Linked DNA regions of Sus scrofa: region 2 is linked to region 1. A link is a contact called in public Hi-C data. All regions are on one chromosome and are shown on one strand. The core of a region is the stretch at or near the end of the contact, and the rest is flanking DNA. Distances in the headings are between cores, read along the strand shown. Region 1 overlaps HOXD9 (homeobox protein Hox-D9). Region 2 overlaps LOC102161209 (a long non-coding RNA gene).

Region 1 (3,285 bases), core at 493-2,992:
TTTACGAGCAGAGTTTCTGGGGCCCTTTTCCTCTCTTGGATGCAGGAAAGGGGATATGGGAAGCCGGCGGACGACTCCTGCGCCCTGGCCGGGGCCCCTCGCTCAGGGCAAGCCTTTGGAAATCAAGGTTAAAGCTCCCCGCTGCTGCCCCGAGGCTGTGGCTTCCGAAGGACTGCTCACCCGCCTACAGCCAGAGAACGAGGGAGGAAGTTGTTGAAGAAGTTTCTCATAAAACTGAGTTTCCATGGTGGTGGTGATGGTGGTTGTTTTTTTAATGAGCTCGACCACAACCCCAAAGACCAAATCCTCTTTATAGAACTTTCCCTCACCAAAGGAAACAGAGGAGTATGGTTCCCCCACCTCCTTTTTCCCTCCTTTCCCTTACCCAAGCAGAATCGTGTCAAATAATTTTAGGGATTGCTCACAACTATAAAACTCAACTTCTGACAAAAGTATAGCTTTTAATATTTGACAATTTGTGTTAAAACAAAAATTGACCTTCTTGGTTAGTAGCGAAGGGGAAAAATCAATAGTATAATTTTCAATAATTCATAAAGCGAACGCCATTATGCTAAATCTTAACTATTAATCTTATCCTTTACAAAGTCTCGATTGATTTGTTAATAAAATATCTTCCCGTGTGTGGCAACAGCGGGTATAACTCTTTAAAAACCTTCAGAAGCAAGAAAATTACCAAGTAGCCCAAGAATGTAGATGAGAATTTTATTGATCGCCCTGATTCTTCTTAATATGTATTAATAAATTCCACAACCTTTTGTACCTTGCACTTGTCAGAAACCAATGCTTTTACAAAATCCATAAAAGGAAAACATATTTTTCTTTGCAGAAGAACCAAATGACACCTTTGCCTCTCACTCTCTCCTGCTTGGCCCAGTTTTCTAAAACTTCTGGAGTATGAAAGCGAGAGTTCCTTCCTTTCCTTGAAAACGTTTTCTTTCTCTCTCCCTTCCTTCCTCTTTGCCCTCTATTATCAGGGCGCGTGGGGAGGAAACCTCGGTTTCGTTCTTCCGCTGGGAACCCGAGGGACGCTTTCGCGGATTGTGAACTGCTGGAAAGGGATTGTCTCCGGACTGAAAGCTCCCAGCGGCCCGACCCGCAGAGGTCGGGGTGTGGTTCCTCCGAGAGTCAAAGGCTCGGGTAGCCCACCGGGGCGCAGGCGCCCGGAGCTAGGGTGGCCGGGCGGAGGCAGAGGACAGCGCCGGGGCCGGGCGGGTCCTGGGGCTCCGCGGGGCCGGCCAACTGCGTAGCCTCTCGGCCCTCGCGGTCCTTCTCGCCTCCGCTCCCCAGGATACCTTGGCCGCGTCTTAGGCGCCAGAGCTCTTTCCTGTGGACCCCTGGGGTGGGATGTCTCAGAGCCTGGGGAATCCGACTCACCTTCCCAGGCTGCCCGAGACAAAATGAACTAGGCTGGGCCCCCCACCATCCCCCCCGCCCGGGCCCGGGCCGTCTCGGGCGCCTGCCTGGGTGTGTGCGGGGCATGCTTCTGTGTGCTGGCGCCACGGCGCTCCGACTTCCCTCCCTGCGTGTGTCCGCCTGGAGACCCCCTCGGGGCCGAGTGTTTCCTTCCGCCTGCGGGGCCCAGAGGCCGGAGTGGGGGACGCGAGTGGGGCGGGAGGGCCGAGCGAGCCCCGGGAGGCTGGCGGGCGGCGAAGAGTGCTGGGCCGGCAGTCTCCAGCGCGCACTATCGCAGGCGCGTAGTAGATGTCGCTGTTGTCCGTGCTTACGCGGCTGGCCGGCCGGGCTCTGGAGCACGTGACCTGCGAGGAGGCTGCGGCTCAAGGCCATTTTCAAATCTCATTGGCTTGGTTGTCATGTGGTCGGCAGAGGCATCCACAATTACACGGGGAATGTTTTCCTAGAGATGTCAGCCTACAAAGGACACAATCTCTCTTCTTCAAATTCCTCCCCAAAATGTCCTTTCCCAACAGCTCTCCTGCTGCTAATACTTTTTTAGTAGATTCCTTGATCAGTGCCTGCAGGAGTGACAGTTTTTATTCGAGCAGCGCCAGCATGTACATGCCACCACCTAGCGCAGACATGGGGACCTATGGAATGCAAACCTGTGGACTGCTCCCGTCTCTGGCCAAAAGAGAAGTGAACCACCAAAATATGGGTATGAATGTGCATCCTTATATACCTCAAGTAGACAGTTGGACAGACCCGAACAGATCTTGTCGAATAGAGCAACCTGTTACACAGCAAGTCCCCACTTGCTCCTTCACCACCAACATTAAGGAAGAATCCAATTGCTGCATGTATTCTGATAAGCGCAACAAACTCATTTCTGCTGAGGTCCCTTCGTACCAGAGGCTGGTCCCTGAGTCCTGTCCCGTTGAGAACCCTGAGGTTCCTGTCCCTGGATATTTTAGACTGAGTCAGACCTACGCCACCGGGAAAACCCAAGAGTACAATAACAGCCCCGAAGGCAGCTCCACAGTCATGCTCCAGCTCAACCCTCGCGGCGCGGCCAAGCCGCAGCTCTCGGCCGCCCAGCTGCAGATGGAAAAGAAGATGAACGAGCCCGCGAGTGGCCCGGAGCCCAACAAAGTCTCCCAGGTGGAGAGCCCCGAGGCCAAGGGTGGCCTTCCGGAAGAGAGGAGCTGCCTGGCTGAGGTCTCCGTGTCCAGTCCTGAAGTACAGGAGAAGGAAAGCAAAGGTCGGTATGAGCAGAGTTGCCACCCCAGCGGGGCGAGCAGCCCGGGAACCCGGCAAAGAGCTCCGCCTGGGTGCCCAGTGTCGAGCTCGGCAGTCTGGGGCCCGACAGGGAGGTGCTGCTCCTCCCGGCTTTTAGAGGGGCATTCTTAGTCCTGAGATGGTCTCCGCTTCTCCGGCACTGCCCTGGCCCTCCTGGCTGGTCCTGGCCCCACGCTGAGGGAGCCCAGGCAGAGGAAGGGTTTGCCGGGTTTATTTTTCCTGAGCTAGACTTGAAATGCAACAAAAGAGTGCAAATGAGACCTGCGGCTGGTAAACATGCCCCAGACCCTCCTTTCTCTCGTTCAGATTTGCAGTCCCAGCCCTGCCTTTCACCCAATGATGATTTTAAGGTTGTCTGAGGCACTGTGTTCTTGTTCAAATGTATGCACCCCGCATCCTGCGAGCTTGGGGTTGACAAGGGGGTATGAGATGGCTGGGCCGTTTGGTGCGTGGGCTGGAGAACAGGGATCCCTGCCTCTGCAGGGTGAGATAACCTTGGCTTTGTCTGGGGAAAATGCCGCAAGCTTTGCAGTCCACTAGCAAAGGGGGCAAAGGCAGAAGGGGGGGGGG
Region 2 (3,285 bases), core at 281-2,780, 520 kb after region 1:
TTTGTCTACCATTCTCTGCTGTGATGCGGAGGGTCTTGCTGGGAATTAGGGCAGCGGGCCAGATCCTGGCTGTCGGTTACAATCACCTCCCCGGCCCTGAGATTGTTGCGGGGTGCCCTGGGTCCCTTTGAGCGGACTACCCTGATACAGGACGTTTCAGGCCATTGCTGTGAGCAAGAGTCCGTTCCTGGCTTTATTCTCGTTGGAAACAAGATTTATGAAATGAGGAGGGGTATCTATTTTGCTGGTAGGGCGGCTGTTTTTGTCGTCGGCCTTGGGTTTAACGATACAGCAGTTTCCTCTGCAGCCCAGACAACTCACTCTTTGAACACAGAGAGAAATAGTGCATCAGAAAATTATTTTCATGGTGTTGCCATGTTTACTGTTTCCTGTTGTCTTTGCCTGAAAGTGTTTTAACAAAAATTAGGGTTGAGCATAAAAACATTTGAGCCAGGGGATGAAAGGAGTTGTTATTACATTTCCTTTCCAGGTTAACATGGTCGCCTTTGATTTAAGCGCTATAGACTTGGGACAGGATATGACACCAATTAAAAACATGAAACTTAATTTTTGGACTAAACAATCACATACTCTTTCTTCTGATATCTGGTGGAGGGTTACTGACATGACATTTATTTCACAACCACAACCCTACATTTATTGGGTTGGCTTGATTTAAGATACATGGGGGCAACTAAAATTGTGCACGGAAAAGTCTAGCAACGTCTTCAAAACTGTAAAGCAGCTGTTATAAAAGGGAACACAGTCTTCCTGGTGACTGCCGTGCAAGGTCAAGAACACAAGCAAACTGGCTCCCTGAGCTCCAGACCTATTCATCTTGGTTGGAGGCAGATTTTAATTTAAGAGCTACATTTCAAAACAAATCAGTTGATTTTATCTCATAAAGGACAGCAGGGAAACATTTAACCAATAACCTCTCCTTAGCCTTACATTTATTTTTTTAGTTTTTATTTTTTGTTCTTTAGGGCCGTACCCACAGCATATGGAAGTTCCCAGGCTAGGGGTCAAATCGGAGCTGTAGCTGCCCCGCCTACACCACAGCCACAGCCACAGCCACGTGGGATCCAAGCCGCGTCTGCGGCCTACACCACAGCTCACAGCAACACTGGATCCATAACCCACTGAACGAGGCCAGGAATCGAACCCACAACCTCATGGATACTAATCAGATTTGCTTCTGCTGAGCCACCATGGGAACTCCCCAGCCTTACATTTAAACTTCATTTTTTCACAAGAGTTTTAGTATTTGTTGAAAATCAACTGCAAATAGTAATAACATAATGCCCTATGAATCATTACAAATATGAAAAGTAATGCACTCTATTTGAATATCGATATGTTTAAATGATAAAGCTGAATATTCGTGCTTAATTTTAATGCAAAAAATAAAGTGAACACATGCGAATTTAAGTAGCTAGGTCAACCTCCCCTTTTTTTCACCTGGACACCTTGTCTCACTCTAGCCAGTGATCCTGTGAAGAAAGTATTAGTGGTTTCAGCTCAGTCCCAGGTGGCCTATGTCACATACTGCATAACCTGCTGGTGGGTCCTCCAGGGCTATTTCTATTTATAGACAGTAGCCTTTTATAATTCTGTCGGGGGCAGTTGTGGAGAGGGTGCATACCCTGTTTTAATCTACTTATTATGCACTTGAAAATACTGGAAACATTTACAGAAAGAAGTCAAGTTAAATTTGTAAGACCTTTTCATGCGTTCAAATAAATTCGAGCTTACAGCTCTATACCAAGTGCTCAAGTTATTATGTTTGAAAGAAAAGTCACTCACAACTTCAACTCCATGTGGAAAATTACCAAACACTGCAGTTTTTCTAACCACGAAAATCCTCATTTCCCATGTGCAGTTGGTTAGCTCCTCACCGCATCCCCAAGGAGTCTGTGTGAGTCTGAAACACTGCAGAAAAATGAGAATTTCCACACTTAAATGCAGCCAAGGCAGCATTTTTAATGATTAAAAATAAGAGCAGAAGTGGAAAAGGAAGGGACCATGGGTCCTTGTTTTATTTTTTTTTCTTTCCTCCCATAAAAAAATGAGAGTGTGGGGGTTCCCAGGTGAGAGTCAAATGTGGGCCTGCATTTAATTTTTATGGGACTTTTTTTTAAAACAAGAAAAAAATACCAACTCTCTTAAATTTCCTCACTCTCAGTTGCACGCCGTGAATGTTAAAATGAAAGGAGGCATCAAGGCCAAATTCACCGTACAGCTTTTGTGAGCTGTTAGAAGCGATTCTCAGGATCTGGGCTTTTATTTAGGTTTGCTTTCCCTCTCAGCCTGAGTGTGCATTTTTGACGAGTTCTTTCTATCCCTAGCTTGAATGTACGCAGCCGATGCTTTTCACACACACACACACACACACACACACACACACAGGTTTTATGTATTTAAAGAAAATGAAAATCTTTAGTCCCTTGGTAACAATATTTTAAAAAGCAGCTCGATATTTGGATCAGCAAGTAGACTACTTTCAAAGACAACTCTCATGGGCACAATGTGTTAACTGTTTTCCGTGCCACCATTTCATCGTGTGCAAACGGACAGCAAAATGGTGGTTCCAGCATTTGGTTGTATGAGGGCTCTTTCGCAGACAGCCTTCCCTCTCAGATCGCAGAACCAGTTTGAAGAGCGATAGAAAAGCCAGATTGCTCAGGCCAGGGACGGATTCAATAAAACATACACACAGATCTTCCTCTGCTCACTGCTTTGCAGATGCTCGAGCAAAATTTGAGATACGTACGATACAAAGAGAGCACGCCCTGGTTAAAATAAAAAATGCAACAGAAATGATAGTTCAGTTAAACATGGAATTCCTTGGTGTTGGTAAATGCAGATGTTATTCATAGACCCTCCAATGTCACCGTTAGTAATCTACCTTGAGAAAAGACCCAAAACGGGGTTAGCATAGCGAATGTGAATGTTTCACTTGTGAATAAATGATCTTTCCAGATCAAGGTTGAGGTCACTGGCAAGCTAGTCTAGGTGAGCTCATTCCACAGTTATTTGCACATGCAAATCAGGCTTCTAAATTTTTCTTACCTTACTGTCTTTTGTTCATGAAAAGATCTTTGATGGATCTCTTAAAATAAAAATGTTGAAATAATCGAACAATGTAATAATTGAACTTTGCTAATAGTATTCATTTAGGACTAGCTCCTAAATAGAACCAAAAGTAAGATAGGTTTTGACTTACCCTTCACTGGACCTCAAATCGAAGAGAGATGAATCTGACTGAGAGAAGAACTTGACATT

What was found. Hi-C and Micro-C count contacts between places; a contact is called where the count stands out from the background.
Region 2: a Hi-C map of skeletal muscle shows a contact between it and region 1, with 7 times the contacts expected there. The contact joins two enhancer-like sites. A contact is called at or near these places in 2 of 5 promoter capture datasets (fetal liver and liver), 9 of 47 Hi-C or Micro-C datasets (adipocytes, adipose tissue, embryonic fibroblasts and 4 more) and 1 of 2 datasets of contacts at active chromatin or transcription factors (skeletal muscle).

Annotation. Positions count from the first base shown.
Region 1 is chr15:81,916,114-81,919,398 of Sscrofa11.1, forward strand. All of the region lies in intron 1 of HOXD9 (homeobox protein Hox-D9), which reads left to right. It overlaps HOXD10 (homeobox protein Hox-D10), which reads left to right. Exons shown (of 3, transcript XM_021076346.1): 2 at 46-2,677. The coding sequence starts at 1,723. Among named protein-coding and RNA genes, the nearest start is that of HOXD10, 6.4 kb to the left of the region's middle. Within about 2 kb of position 1,743, at least 24 of the 83 cell types and tissues checked have an H3K27ac peak or open chromatin away from gene starts, as enhancers often do. A contact at or near this core is called in skeletal muscle, where this site is marked.
Region 2 is chr15:82,439,026-82,442,310 of Sscrofa11.1, forward strand. LOC102161209 (a long non-coding RNA gene) reads right to left here. Exons shown (of 3, transcript XR_002339197.1): 1 at 3,227-3,285; 2 at 1,807-3,112; 3 at 1-322. Among named protein-coding and RNA genes, the nearest start is that of MTX2, 380 kb to the left of the region's middle. Within about 2 kb of position 1,531, at least 6 of the 83 cell types and tissues checked have an H3K27ac peak or open chromatin away from gene starts, as enhancers often do. A contact at or near this core is called in skeletal muscle, where this site is marked.